Linked DNA regions of Mus musculus: region 1 is linked to region 2. The links are chromatin contacts, called in public promoter capture Hi-C maps. All regions are on one chromosome and are shown on one strand. The core of a region is the stretch at or near the end of the contact, and the rest is flanking DNA. Distances in the headings are between cores, read along the strand shown. Region 1 holds the start of Kbtbd12 (kelch repeat and BTB (POZ) domain containing 12). Region 2 holds the start of Gata2 (GATA binding protein 2).

Evidence for each region. Promoter capture Hi-C pulls out the DNA fragments that hold promoters and counts their contacts.
Region 1: a promoter capture Hi-C map of stem cell-derived epiblast-like cells shows a contact between it and region 2, with 5 times the contacts expected there. The contact joins the promoter of Kbtbd12 here to the promoter of Gata2 in region 2. A contact is called at or near these places in 6 of 39 promoter capture datasets (embryonic stem cells, hematopoietic stem and progenitor cells, hippocampal neurons and 2 more), 1 of 484 Hi-C or Micro-C datasets (embryonic stem cells), 1 of 115 datasets of contacts at active chromatin or transcription factors (bone marrow-derived macrophages) and 2 of 9 other capture datasets (liver and macrophages).

Annotation. Positions count from the first base shown.
Region 1 is chr6:88,625,901-88,631,761 of GRCm38.p6, reverse strand. Kbtbd12 (kelch repeat and BTB (POZ) domain containing 12) reads left to right here and starts at 4,333. Exons shown (of 6, transcript NM_001278671.2): 1 at 4,333-4,365.
Region 2 is chr6:88,194,612-88,200,794 of GRCm38.p6, reverse strand. It overlaps Gata2 (GATA binding protein 2), which reads right to left and starts at 2,131. Exons shown (of 6, transcript NM_008090.5): 1 at 1,914-2,131; 2 at 1,006-1,278; 3 at 1-576. The coding sequence starts at 1,234. It overlaps Gm38708 (a long non-coding RNA gene), which reads left to right and starts at 3,412. Exons shown (of 4, transcript XR_001785312.2): 1 at 3,412-4,177.

The DNA.
Region 1 (5,861 bases), core at 3,084-5,583, 430 kb before region 2:
TAAATTCCTAAAATGGAAAAGCCAACAAAAGAAGTATGGTCCATATCTAGCTCACAGTTGGATGAAATGGATTATGAATAGGAGATAGCTTTCTGTTCCATTTTCAAGATCTTTCTGAAGATCAAGCACAATTTTATTAAAGTCTGAGAGACAAATAAAAGAACAGGCAAGCTGAAAGTCTTGGCAACTACCGGGAAGAGGAGATAAGGAGAAACCCGTGCCTTTTAAGTTAGGCGAGGAGGTCAGGAGGACAGTACAAAAGCCCAGACGTCAGAGAAGCGTGCTTAATATTGCTGAGTCACGGATCTGAGTTCAAGGGACAACTGATTCCAGACTCTTTGTGTCCCAAGGCAAAGGAAGGTTAGCACTAGAGACATGTGGTTAGACATAGTTTATTAAGAAAGGGAAAGCACTCTGAAGAATAAGAGTAGAGGAAAACCACAAAAGCCTGTCTTCAAGATCTTTAGCAATGAGTTTGATTTAGAATCGCATGCCTGTCAGAGGAAGATGACTTGGTGTGACTTTATAGCTTATTATGTACTTTCATGCTCACTAGCAGGACTATTTCATCATCTCACCAGCTTTCTATGTAAATAGACCCATTACTGTCTGCCTGTTCTACTGCAGGAATATAAGTGCTTTGCAGAAAACAAGGCTTCGGGGGACAGGATCAGGACACTGGGTGTGCAGGCATACCTTCTTGCATGTAAGCACTTTGTCTTACAGCCATTTGATGCTGCCCTGAGCTGAGCACATGCATGTTGCAGGGGTGAAGAGGACAGAGGTCCTGGCGTATGAGTGCTTTCACAGCTGCTGTGTCATAGTTCAGATCTGGAATGTTCTCCAAGGCTTATATGCTCAAGCTTCACTCCAAGCTTGCTGCAATCAGAAGGCAATGGGGACTTTACGAGGTAGGGCCTAGGATGAGGTCTCCAGATCGCTAGGGGTGTGTCCTCAAAGTCATTTGTAGGACCTCGGTCTCTTCCTGCCATTCTTCTACTCCCAGACCATAAAACAAGTACTCTTATTGCACTCACGTACTTCTGCCCTAATGTACCTCTCTCTGCAGGCTCAGTAGCAATGAGGCCAGTTGATCATGAACTGCAATCTATAAAACTATGAACCAAAATGAACCCTTTTCCTTTATAAGCTGATTTTCTCGGGCATTTGTTAAAGTGACAGAAAACTGACTAGCATGGAGGGGGGCAGGTATGCAGTGAGTGTTGCCCATTGCCACAGTACAAGGCCAAGCACGGAGAGCACGACACGCCAGGCACAGATGGGAATGTTCTGTGCTTTTTAGACAAGAATCAACAAGGACAGAAAAGAAAGAAGAAAGGAAGGAAGGGAGGAAGAGAAAGAAGGGAAGGAGAGAAAACATTGCAACTGTTCCACTATCACACCTGCACCTCAAGCTGCCTGTGTACATGTGTTCACACACATGCACACACACAAACACACACACAGACATACACAAACACACAGACACATACACACACATACACACATTCACACACACATACATACACACTCACACACATACACACACATACATACACAAACACACAGACACACACACTCACACACCCCCACATACATACACATATACGCACACTCAATAAACACACAAACACACAGAGACATAGACACACACACAAACATACACACAAGACATACACACACACACACATACACACATGAGGCCAACCAAGGACCAAGTTCAAGCTGCAGAGCCCTTAGTGTTTGATGTATCGATGTTTGTTAAATATTAACACTCATCATTTGGCAAACAAGATTTCTAAATCAACTAAAGTCACCTAGGGATAAAATGAAGGCTCTAAATTGGCCCCTGGACTCAAAGCTCTGATTTTTCACAGAACTCACTTTCTCCTGAAACAAATATAAAAGGTAAACTAAAATGACCAGTGAGAAAATTAAAGAAGGCTTCAAGACAAGATTCCTTGGCTTCACACTGACATCCTGTAAAGAAAACTAAAAGGAGGGACAGAAATCACTGTAGATGGCTCTAAATGGAGCTGTAGATCTGTGAGAAACGGAGAGAAATTTCCTCAAATAACTAAAACATGAACTATAAGATACTGACATATGTGAGAATAATATTAAAATGTTCTAAGGGAGACTTGAGGCCAGGGGATGATGAGTCTGGGGACAGTCATGAATGCATAGTGAGTTCTCTCAAAAATGAAAAATCCAATTAAATATGCATACATTAAATACATAGAGTAATATTGAGTCTTAAAACATGAAAATTTTCATAGATGATATATGAACTTTAAGGGCAGTATTCAATAAATTAGTAACAAAAGACAAATATATGTTTCTGCTTATGTAAAGTATATAAAAGGTAAATTTATACAAGCAGAAAATAGTCTAGAGATGATTGGATATTTGGGAAAGAAGAAAAATGAGGCATTACTTTCTAATGACTGTCATGATTTTAAAATATAGAAATGGAAGTGGTGATGGCAGTTGTATTAGTCAGCTTCCAGTTACTATAACGAAATATCTGAGATGATTAACTTATAAAGAAAAGAAAGATTTTCTTTCAAGCAGGAACGGTTCCAAACTGAGCCCATTGTTTTGGACCTCTAGTAGGCAAACTGAAGTAGGAGAGGAAGAGAACCAACTGAGCTCCTGTTGACTCTATCAGAGGCATGCCCTCCAGTAATCTAAGGACTTATCAGGTCTCCCGCCCTAAGGGTCAAACACCTCCAAATAGCATCATTCTGGAACTCACCGGTTCAACATGCAAACTTCTGGGGGAAAATCAACATCCAAACTATAGTAAGTTATAGTTTATATATTGATATATAAATATATTTAGTGATGCTAGATTGAACACTTAAAATGACTAGGTGGTAAAATCTATGTTAAACATATTTTACCACAAAGATTTTTTTAAAAGGAAAAATATGAGTGTGCACCAGAATGATCCAACCTGAGAAAGACTTATTTCTATGACCCCCAAAGCTTTGGGGGAGGGAGTAACGGAGTATTATTGTACAGTGTCTCATGTGCCCCAAGCTAGCCTTGAACTCCCAGTGAAGCCGACAGCCCCTTAAATTCCTGATTCCCCTGCCTTTACTTCTTGGGTGCTGGAATTACAAGTATGTCCAACCACTTCTAGCTTGATCTTGACTTTAAGAGAAAGGAATCACACACAAAAGAATCAGAACGGTTTCTAGAAACTGAAACAACCAGGTGACAGATTCTCTCCTAGAAATACACATCCACTGACAGCTTCACTTTAACCTATCGAGATCCTCACCCTTCCTAATGCTGTGACCCTTTAATACAGACTCTCATGTTGTGGTGATATTTCCAAGGGTCTTAGGTGACCCCTGTGAAAGGGTCATTTGACCCCTCCTCCCAAGAGCTTGTAACCCTCACACAAATGTGTATTACTACACTAAAGCCATTCTGGCTCGTTTTAAGCTAGCTGACTTAATACTGAGTCTTTAATCACAAAATAGATGATGCTCTATGACATTCTGAGGGGTACTAGCTCCCCATCACTGAGAGCACCCTGAGAACAGAATTAATCTTTTCTCAGGATTCGGGGACACTTTCCACTTACAGGAAATCCCCCCTCCCACATCAGAAGCTGAGTGCTGAAATTCAGTTGCCAGCTGTAATAAATAAAAATACAGAATTCTATGTTCTGTATTGAAACCAAAACCTGTTTTTGGTTTCAAAACAATGAGTTGCTTCTAAATGTGGACTGGCCATGCGATCTCTGAAACATATTATACGAAAAAAAGAAAAGAAATACCACTTGTATGTCTGAATTGTATATTTAACTGGATTCCTGTGTTTTCTTCAGCAACCCTACCATAGGCCGTACTCAATAAGATCACACAGAAGCCTCGGGTGAGCTTTGCAACGTTTAAAGATTAAATGAAAGACGTGTCCCCTTAAAAGATCCGATTTCCAAATTCTCTTTTCAAAGGTGTCTTTTTGGGCTCTTGACTGACAGAACACCGTTGTCCCTAGCGCGCGGTGTGGCGCGGGAAGACCCCGCGCAGGCGCACTTGCCGGTGAGGGACCTCTGGGGTCTGTGTGGAACAGGCGCGGGAAGACCCCGCGCAGGCGCACACTGCAGCGCGTGTCCCGGCCGCTTCCCGCGCGGAGGCCGAGCACCTGTTACCTCTGGGTGGCCGCCAGCGCCCTCCTCGTCCTCGCTGGGACGCCGCCTGTCCCTTGCACCCCCCTCGCTTGGTCTATTTATAGTGCTTGTCAGCCCAGGCCCATTTCGGGTAGTGTAGTCAGTCAGGCCTGCCCCGCCGCGCCCTCCCGACCCCGCGTGTGCCTAGTCACGGCGCCATGGCGGCGGAGCAGCAGCGAGTAAGTAGGGGCCTAGAGAGGGGACGCCCCCTCGGTCGGCCGGCCGGTGTGGGGTCAGCGGCCGCTCCGGTCTCCCTGCGGCATAATCCATTTGCTAGACCTCCAGGATAATTCCCTTCCCTAAATGACCCGGCTGATTATTTTGCGACCCCGCTAGACTATAAATGCCATCGAGGTAAGGGCTCTCCTGCCTTCCCGGAGCCCATAATAAAGCAGGGTTCGGTTCGTTTAAATTCAATCAGCGCTGAATGTATCCCTGGGCGACTCTCTTAACTTTAAAGCCAGGAATATAATTGCCTTGCATTTTCCCCACATGATTCTTAAGAGGAACTAATGAGCTATAATGCATATTAAAGCACTCGGAAAAAGTATAAGGAACTGGGTGAATGCAAAACATTGCGAGCACACCAAAGGAAAAAGAAGAGAAAGCTTATTTGTCTTTATCATCTCTGTGACTCATTATTGCAAGCCTTATGTACATCTGAGGGTGACTTGTTCGTATTAAACAAATCAGGGAAACGACATCAGCGGGGAAAGTTGAGTGTAATTAGGGTGGTATGCATGTTCAGCCATTTCCTACCGCGCTGGCAAAAGTAGGACTGGGGAAATCTGGTGATGGCAGAAACAACATACAGTAAGAGTGTTAGGTTATAAACCAGGGGTCACAAACTTAAATGGCTGTAAAATCACCCTCAAGAAGAGAAATAGGGAAGGCACCATAAATAATGGCTGACACTTAGGGCTTAGCACGGGTGGGCAGATGTGCCAACTGAGAAGCTGCAGCTGGCTTTTAGGTCACTTGGAAATAAGCCATTGTTGCCATTTTTTTTTTCTATAAATGCGGGAATGTTTCAAGTTTGCTTCAGCTGGCCCTTCCCCAGGAATGAGGCCTCTATCTCAGAGAGCAAATAATGACTGTGAATTAACTTTGAGGGTGGAGGTCAAAAGTAGATGTCATAATGCCACAAATAAAGGGAAGAAAGTCTCCTGGAAGGATTTATAGTTGGACAAGAGGATAATAACTTAAAGCATGGTTTAAGCAAAATCAGAATCTCCAAAGCTAACATATACATGTAAAAACACAAAGAGAGAAGGGCAGATATAGTGACACATGCCTTTAATCCTAGCACACAGGAGACAGAGGCAGGCAAGATTGCTGTGAATCAGAGGCCAGCTAAGGCTACCTAGAAAGACCCTGCCTCAGAAATATTTATTCAGATATAGGAGGGTAAGGTTATTAGGAATGATGTAGAACTAAACAAAGCATTAGTTTGATCAAACAACCATACCAAGAAACTCTTTTTTTTTTAATTTACTCACTTTACATTCCCCTCCCTGTCACCCCTCCCACAATATTTCCCCCCTCCCTCCTCCTTTTATCCACTGAGCAGGTGGGGGCCCTCCTGGGTATCACACACACACACACACACACACACACACACACACACACACACATATCAAGTTTGTGAGGCTAGGCGCATCCTCTCCCACTGGGA
Region 2 (6,183 bases), core at 882-3,381:
CTCCTGGATGGAAGAGACTGCTGCCATAGTCATGAGCTGCGGCGGGCACATAGGAGGGATAGGTGGGTATCGGGTGGTGTGTTGCAGGCTGGGTGCCCATGGTAGCTAGGCCCGGGCGCAGGGGACTGCCGCCTTCCATCTTCATGCTCTCGGAGAGTGACACTTGGTACTTGACGCCATCCTTGTCCTCACCCCGGGCTACACTACCCCCTGCAGAAGAAGAGGCCGGGGAAGCAGCTCCTGTTGTGCTGGGGTCTGGAGACACTTCTTTGGGTGGCGTGGGTGGGAAGCCGAAGAGATGGGAGCCCGAGTGGGCTGCAGTGGGGGTGAGGGAGGCCACGGAGCTCCCACTGCCTCCCCCGCTCCCACCCGCAGCCCCTGGGTAAACAGACAGAGGCCCTCCGGGTGCTCCAGCAGCTGAGGGGTGCAGCGGGGTCTTGGAGAACGGGCTGACGGTCCAGGGACTGTGGTGATGGGCAGCGGCGGCAGAGAGAGCTGCTTTGCCCCCGTCCAGCCACGGCAAGCCTGGGCTGTGCAACAAGTGTGGTCGGCACATCTGGCCTCCGGTGAGACGGGCTGTGCAGAGGGAAAGGGGGTGAGGATGACCAGGGGCTTCAGAGCCATGACCCGGGCACACAGGATCACAACTCAGCGAACTACCATCAGCAGCCCCACCCTTTAAAACATCAGAAACGTAACACCTCAGCCTGTAATCATCAGCAATGTCAGTGAAAGGCCGAAGGACAAGTGACACAGCAGCCCCACCGGACAGGGCCCAGAAGGATTCCCCCACCCCCACCCCCGCCAAGACACTTGGAAATGGACCGAAACCCTACAGGTCCCAGACCCTCCCTAAGAAGTCCCTGCCTCCATCTTCTTAGGCCCGATTTCGCAGCTGCTCAGATTCCTGTGGATCCCACATCCGGGAAGCAGCAACAGGCCGTCCCCCCTCCAAGGCCTGGCCCGGGCGCCAGGCTTCCAGAAACCTCGGGGGCCAAAGCTCACCATGCGCCGGGCTGTAGGAAACGCGCGCGCGCGCGTGGGCCGGGTTGGCGTAGTAAGGGTTGCCCTGCGAGTCGAGATGGTTGAAGAAGACATCCACCTCGTCGGGAGGCAGCAGCTGTGCTGGCTCCATGTAGTTATGCGCCAGGCCCGGATGGTGCGAGTCGGGGTGCTGCGCATTCAATACGGCGGGGTGCGCCATCCAGCGAGGCTGCTCAGGCGCCACCTCCATGGTCCACTACTGTGTCTTGGGAACCAGGCGAAGGTGGGGCGGCCCTGGATAACAGAGGGAATGTGAAGGACACTGCCGCCTTCTGACACCCCCATTCCCAAAGTCTGTGTCTTGAGAGCAAAGACGTTCCATCGGAGCTTCACTGAGGACCAGTCCCGGGTGGAAGGAAAGCGCAAGGTTTAAAACGAAAGGAAGGTGAAGGAAGGGGTTCAGCCTCATACACTTGCAGGGAAACTCGCGTTCCCACAGACGCAACTCCACATACACGAGGTCACACACACGGATAGGTCCTGACATCGGTGACCCCCCCAAAACGCACGCGGAACTGAAATCAGGTTCTCACACCGTGCCCCTGTCCTCTGGGCACACAAACACATAAACTCTGACTAAAAGTTAGAGACAGTTGCCTAGACATCCACTCTGGGGCACACGCTCTCCCACGCCCCCGTAACACTTTGACAATATATACACAAACTAACCCCCAACACCCCGGGCCACCCCAAAAAACGCACCCGCAGTTCCTGGGGCTGCGAGCCGGTCCCCAATGCACTCTCTAGCAGTCAGCCAACCTCTCCCCAAAGCATAAGAACGTAATCGCCCACAGGAGATCCTGGTCTGAGCTCCACAGAGATCCCTCCAACCTAGGAATGTCCACAAGCCCCCTGAACCTCAAACTTACACTCGCAGCGGCGCGGGAAGGGGAGGGCTCAGCAGTAGAGAGTAAGAGACACCAGGAGAGCCCGGGTACGGCGGGCCCAGCGACAGCGCGTTCCAGGGCCGGCGGATTCACGGGATAGGGGTGGGGGACAGCGCGCGTCTCGGCCTCCGGCCCGCCCGGCTCCGGCCCCTCTGCATCCTCCGGCCGCCCTGGCGCCAGCTGCCGACTCCTGCACAGACGTGAAGCGGGGGCCGCGCACGCCTATGAAGCCGGCGCCAGCCAATCAGCGCCGCGCGCCGCCCAGCCTCCGCCCCCCCATTGGCTGCTCCCGCCGCTTTGGCCGCTGGACTTCGGGAATGACCCGCAAGCTGGCCTCCTAGGCTGCCTGGCCCCCTACCAGCGCCCTCTCTGCGGCCTCTGATGCCAACGCCCCCCCCCCCCAGGGGACCTTCGCCGTGGGCAGACCCTGCACCCCTCCGGCAGACGCTCAGGTCTTCCAACCTCTGCCCTCCCAGCAACTAGGCACGAATAGGGTCCCTGACTTCCCAGGAGCCGAGACGTGCACCTTCTGGGTATCTCTCTGCTGGGACCACAGCTTTCTACTCTCGGGCGGAGCCCCACCTCCACTGCTACGGACGACGGCCAGCCCAAATCCAACTGACTCCCCAAACTCTCTGTCCTTCTATCAGGGATAGCTGTGCAAGAGGCTGGTAGGATCCGCTGGACAACATGAGTCTAGGGATTGTGGACTTCTCTAGGGCACCCGAACTTTGAGCACTAAGACACTTGAGGCTGTGCTAGACCAATAATGGTCGCGGTCAAGCCAGTGGCCCAGGGAGGGGGAAGGGCTCCGGGCGGGGCCTTAGTAGACCACCAGGCTGAACTGCCTGGGGCGAGGCCGTGGAGCGGGAAACTGGCGCCAGAGTCGGCTGAAGGGAGACTCCCGGGGTATTAACCATATATATTTTTTCTTTCTAAGGGTCCCCGAGACGGTCTTTAGGGAGAGGGAAGCAATGTTGTGAGCACTTTTTCCCCAAAGTCACCTGGAGTTTTTCTCCACAACACCTCCATTCTGGAGAGACAAGTGAGTTCAGTGGCGAGTATACAAACCTAGCTCCCTCCCTGGCTATAGATGGGAGACCTAAACTCCAAGAGTCCAGAAAGAAGCTTGTGAGTCCAAGACTTTTAGGGGAATCTAGACAGGTGCGATGGATTGGCCAAGCTTGGAGCCCTCCACATAGCTCCTCTATCTTTGCAGGGACCGAAACCCCTAAAGAATAATTCCAGAGGAGTCCCAGGTTGGTCCCGAGCTGGGGAAAGGCTGGGGTCCCCGCCGCCCCCAAGGATGGGGGAGGGGCGGCAGGATTGACAGTCCGTAATTGGGTAACTGGAGGCGGCTTCTCCGGCCCGGCGGCCCCGCCACCGCGACGCCGGGCCCCTGACGTCACCCGATTCGCCAGGAAATGAACTTTTTAATAATCCAAGGAGGGTGGAAAGCCCTCGGTCCCCTCGGCTCGGGGGGCGCCCAGCCAGGAGGGCTCAGCTTCTCGGGCGCGCCCCCGTCACCCCCTCCCAGGTCCTCTGCGGACAGCGCTGAGGGGGCGCGCGCACGGCAGGGCCTCCTCTGGCCTCTGCGGCTGGCGTCCATCTGTCTGTCCGAGGCCCTGGAACAGGTAAAGGCCTGGGGCCCGGGGTGCAGAACTCCACTGGACCGGAAACCCGCGCCTCTTGCTCCCTGGCGCGGGGGGGGGGGGGTCCTGCTGTCCGCTGTATTCCCCGCGCCTCTGTGCTCCAGAGCCATCAGGGGCCCAGGAGGCTCGGGAGTCCGCGCCCAGCCGAGGCGGGAGGTCTAGCAAGAGGGATCCAGGGGCTAGAGGGGCGCGAGACCGCAGTGCCTCGGGGTCGGCTGGGCAGGTGGGTGGTCTCAGTGCCAGCCAGATTCGCGCTCCCACTGCGCGGTTCACTTAGGACCCGCTTTCGGGAAGGCTTTCTCGGCTTCTCCCAGCCTTTAGCCCATGATTCTCCATTAACGAGCAAGGCGAAATCGTCGTGGAGTTTCCAGATTGTTCTATGTCCCTGGAACCTAGCAGGAGATTCTAAAGGCCTCTCAAAGCCGGCGATAACCCCATTTTCGACAACGGTACCCCATGCGGCCGAATTCCATGGCCCTGCAGAGTTCTAGGAGGAGAACGCGGTGCGCAGAGGAAACTGCCCTGACCGAGTCGGCGCGGCGGCTGTCAAGGCGGGGGTCTCCGAGCAGATACCCTCCCCCTCGCCCGGAGCAGGTAATTTCCCTCTTTTCTCCCAAAGTCGCAATTAAAATTATCTCCCTGTTTGAACGAGATGGGGGTTGTCTTTTCCATGCCACATTGCGGACCGGGCAGCGTCCTGCCTGTCATAGAGGTGAAAATGGCCAAGCTTGGTGGGTTCCCACTCGAAACGAGAGCCCGGGGTTTCTCACGGTGCTGGCGCAGAGCGGAGTACAGAGGGGGATTTAATTACTCCGTTCGGCAGCTCAGAAAATCGCCATGCAACAAGGGCTTAACCGGGTGGTTAAGCTATGCTTGAGCCTGGGCCTCAGGAGACCCGCAACAGCCTAGCCTGCCCACAGACTGGGCATGGGAGAGGAGGAGGGTGGTCCTGCCAGGTCCTTTGAGGACCCAAGGTTGCCTTCTGGAAACTGCAAGCAACCAGCCAGCTGGGCCGAGCCCCTGCTGAGGTTGGAGTCCCTGCGTCTGATGCGGGTCTGCTGGGTTTTCCAGCAGGAACTAACCCGTCTGAAAGGGAAAATTGCAGGCTAGGATAGCAGAGCACTGAGTTGGCGAATAGAGGGGAGCCTGTGCTGATGCTGATGAACGTGTGTGAATCAGGTAGATCCACAAAGCCAAGAAGCCACTACTAGGCCAAAAATGAACCACCACTAAAAAGTCCAAACAAACAACAGGGAGGTCCGAGTCAGTTCCCAAGATGGCTTAGATTCGATTTTCCCCAACCCCACCGCCCCCCCCCAACGAAAGCAGATTTATTTCAACTTACAAACGCCCACTCTGAGGTTCCTAAGATACCTTCAGGTGGACACTTGCCTTTTAAATGTTTTGTTGTTGTTGTTGTTGTTGTTCATTTTGGAGCATACCCAGAGCTCTTCTCTGAACTAAATTGTCCTTTTCCTTCCACGGAGACCAGAGGGAGCTTGGCTCCCAAACGAAAATTTCTAACCACCATTTGTGCCTGTCTGTGTGTGTGTGAGAGAGAGAGAACTGGAAGTGTTTACAGAGAGGGGACAGTGCAAGGGGTGCTCCTGTGTGGGAGCTGGGTTCTGGGATCCAGGCCCTGTTCTGGGTGTGGCCCGGCTCCTGCAAACCATTCTGGAAAGGGGTGGAATTATTGGGAGCCCCCAGTTCACGCTGTCCCCCCCCCCCCACTTGCCCTTTGTTTAAACTTCGCTCCTCCAAGCCATCCTCTAGGATCACAGGGTTACCCTCTCCTTGCACACTAATTCTCTCCTTTTTCCTAAGGGCAGCTAAGTGGTCGGCTAGCTTAGGGCTGCCTTCCAAAAAGAAGTCGTTCACAACCCGGAGGCCTCCAGCCCAACATCCGTGGTCACAAGGTTTGAGGGACACTGGGAAGAAAGTGGAGGAGCTTTGTCCATTACTGGTCAGGGTCTCCTCTAGGTGAAGGACTCAGATATGTCCCTGGAAGCACCCATCAATTCAGAGGGCCTCTAAACGGTGCTCCTTGCTCTTTGGAATTCGCTTCCAGCGCCTCAAAATCAGAAGGCTTAGCATCTGCCATTTTATTCTGAGTCTTTTGGAAATCCACGGACTGGGACCCAATGTCCCAGGTGTCTGGCCCGCTGGTGCCAGGTGCCTAGGGCTCTGCAATTTCTGGTTAACTTCTAGCCTCCATACCCCATCAGCAGACGGGGGGGGGGCTGTCCCTCCTTGCCAACAGCTATGCTTTACTCAGAGGCCTGGGGGTCAGCGACTTGACAACTGCTAAATGCATTTCGTTAGATGCAATTTGCTTGCAATTTGTCAACCCGGCTGGGGAACGCTCTCCAGACGCCTGGCAGACACTTTGGCTCTACCTGGTTCCTGGATCCTGCCTGCTTATCAACGAATCTCGATTTGAACCACAGTGTAGACCCAGAACTCACCCCCCAAATGTTCCCGACCTTGGGAGGCAAGTTTTTTTCAAAAACAAACGAATTTCTTTCCCTGTTTTCTGGTAAAGGAGAAGATGCCACTCGGGAGGTCCTTCTGAATACAAGACCTTTCCCCTCACCGCTGGG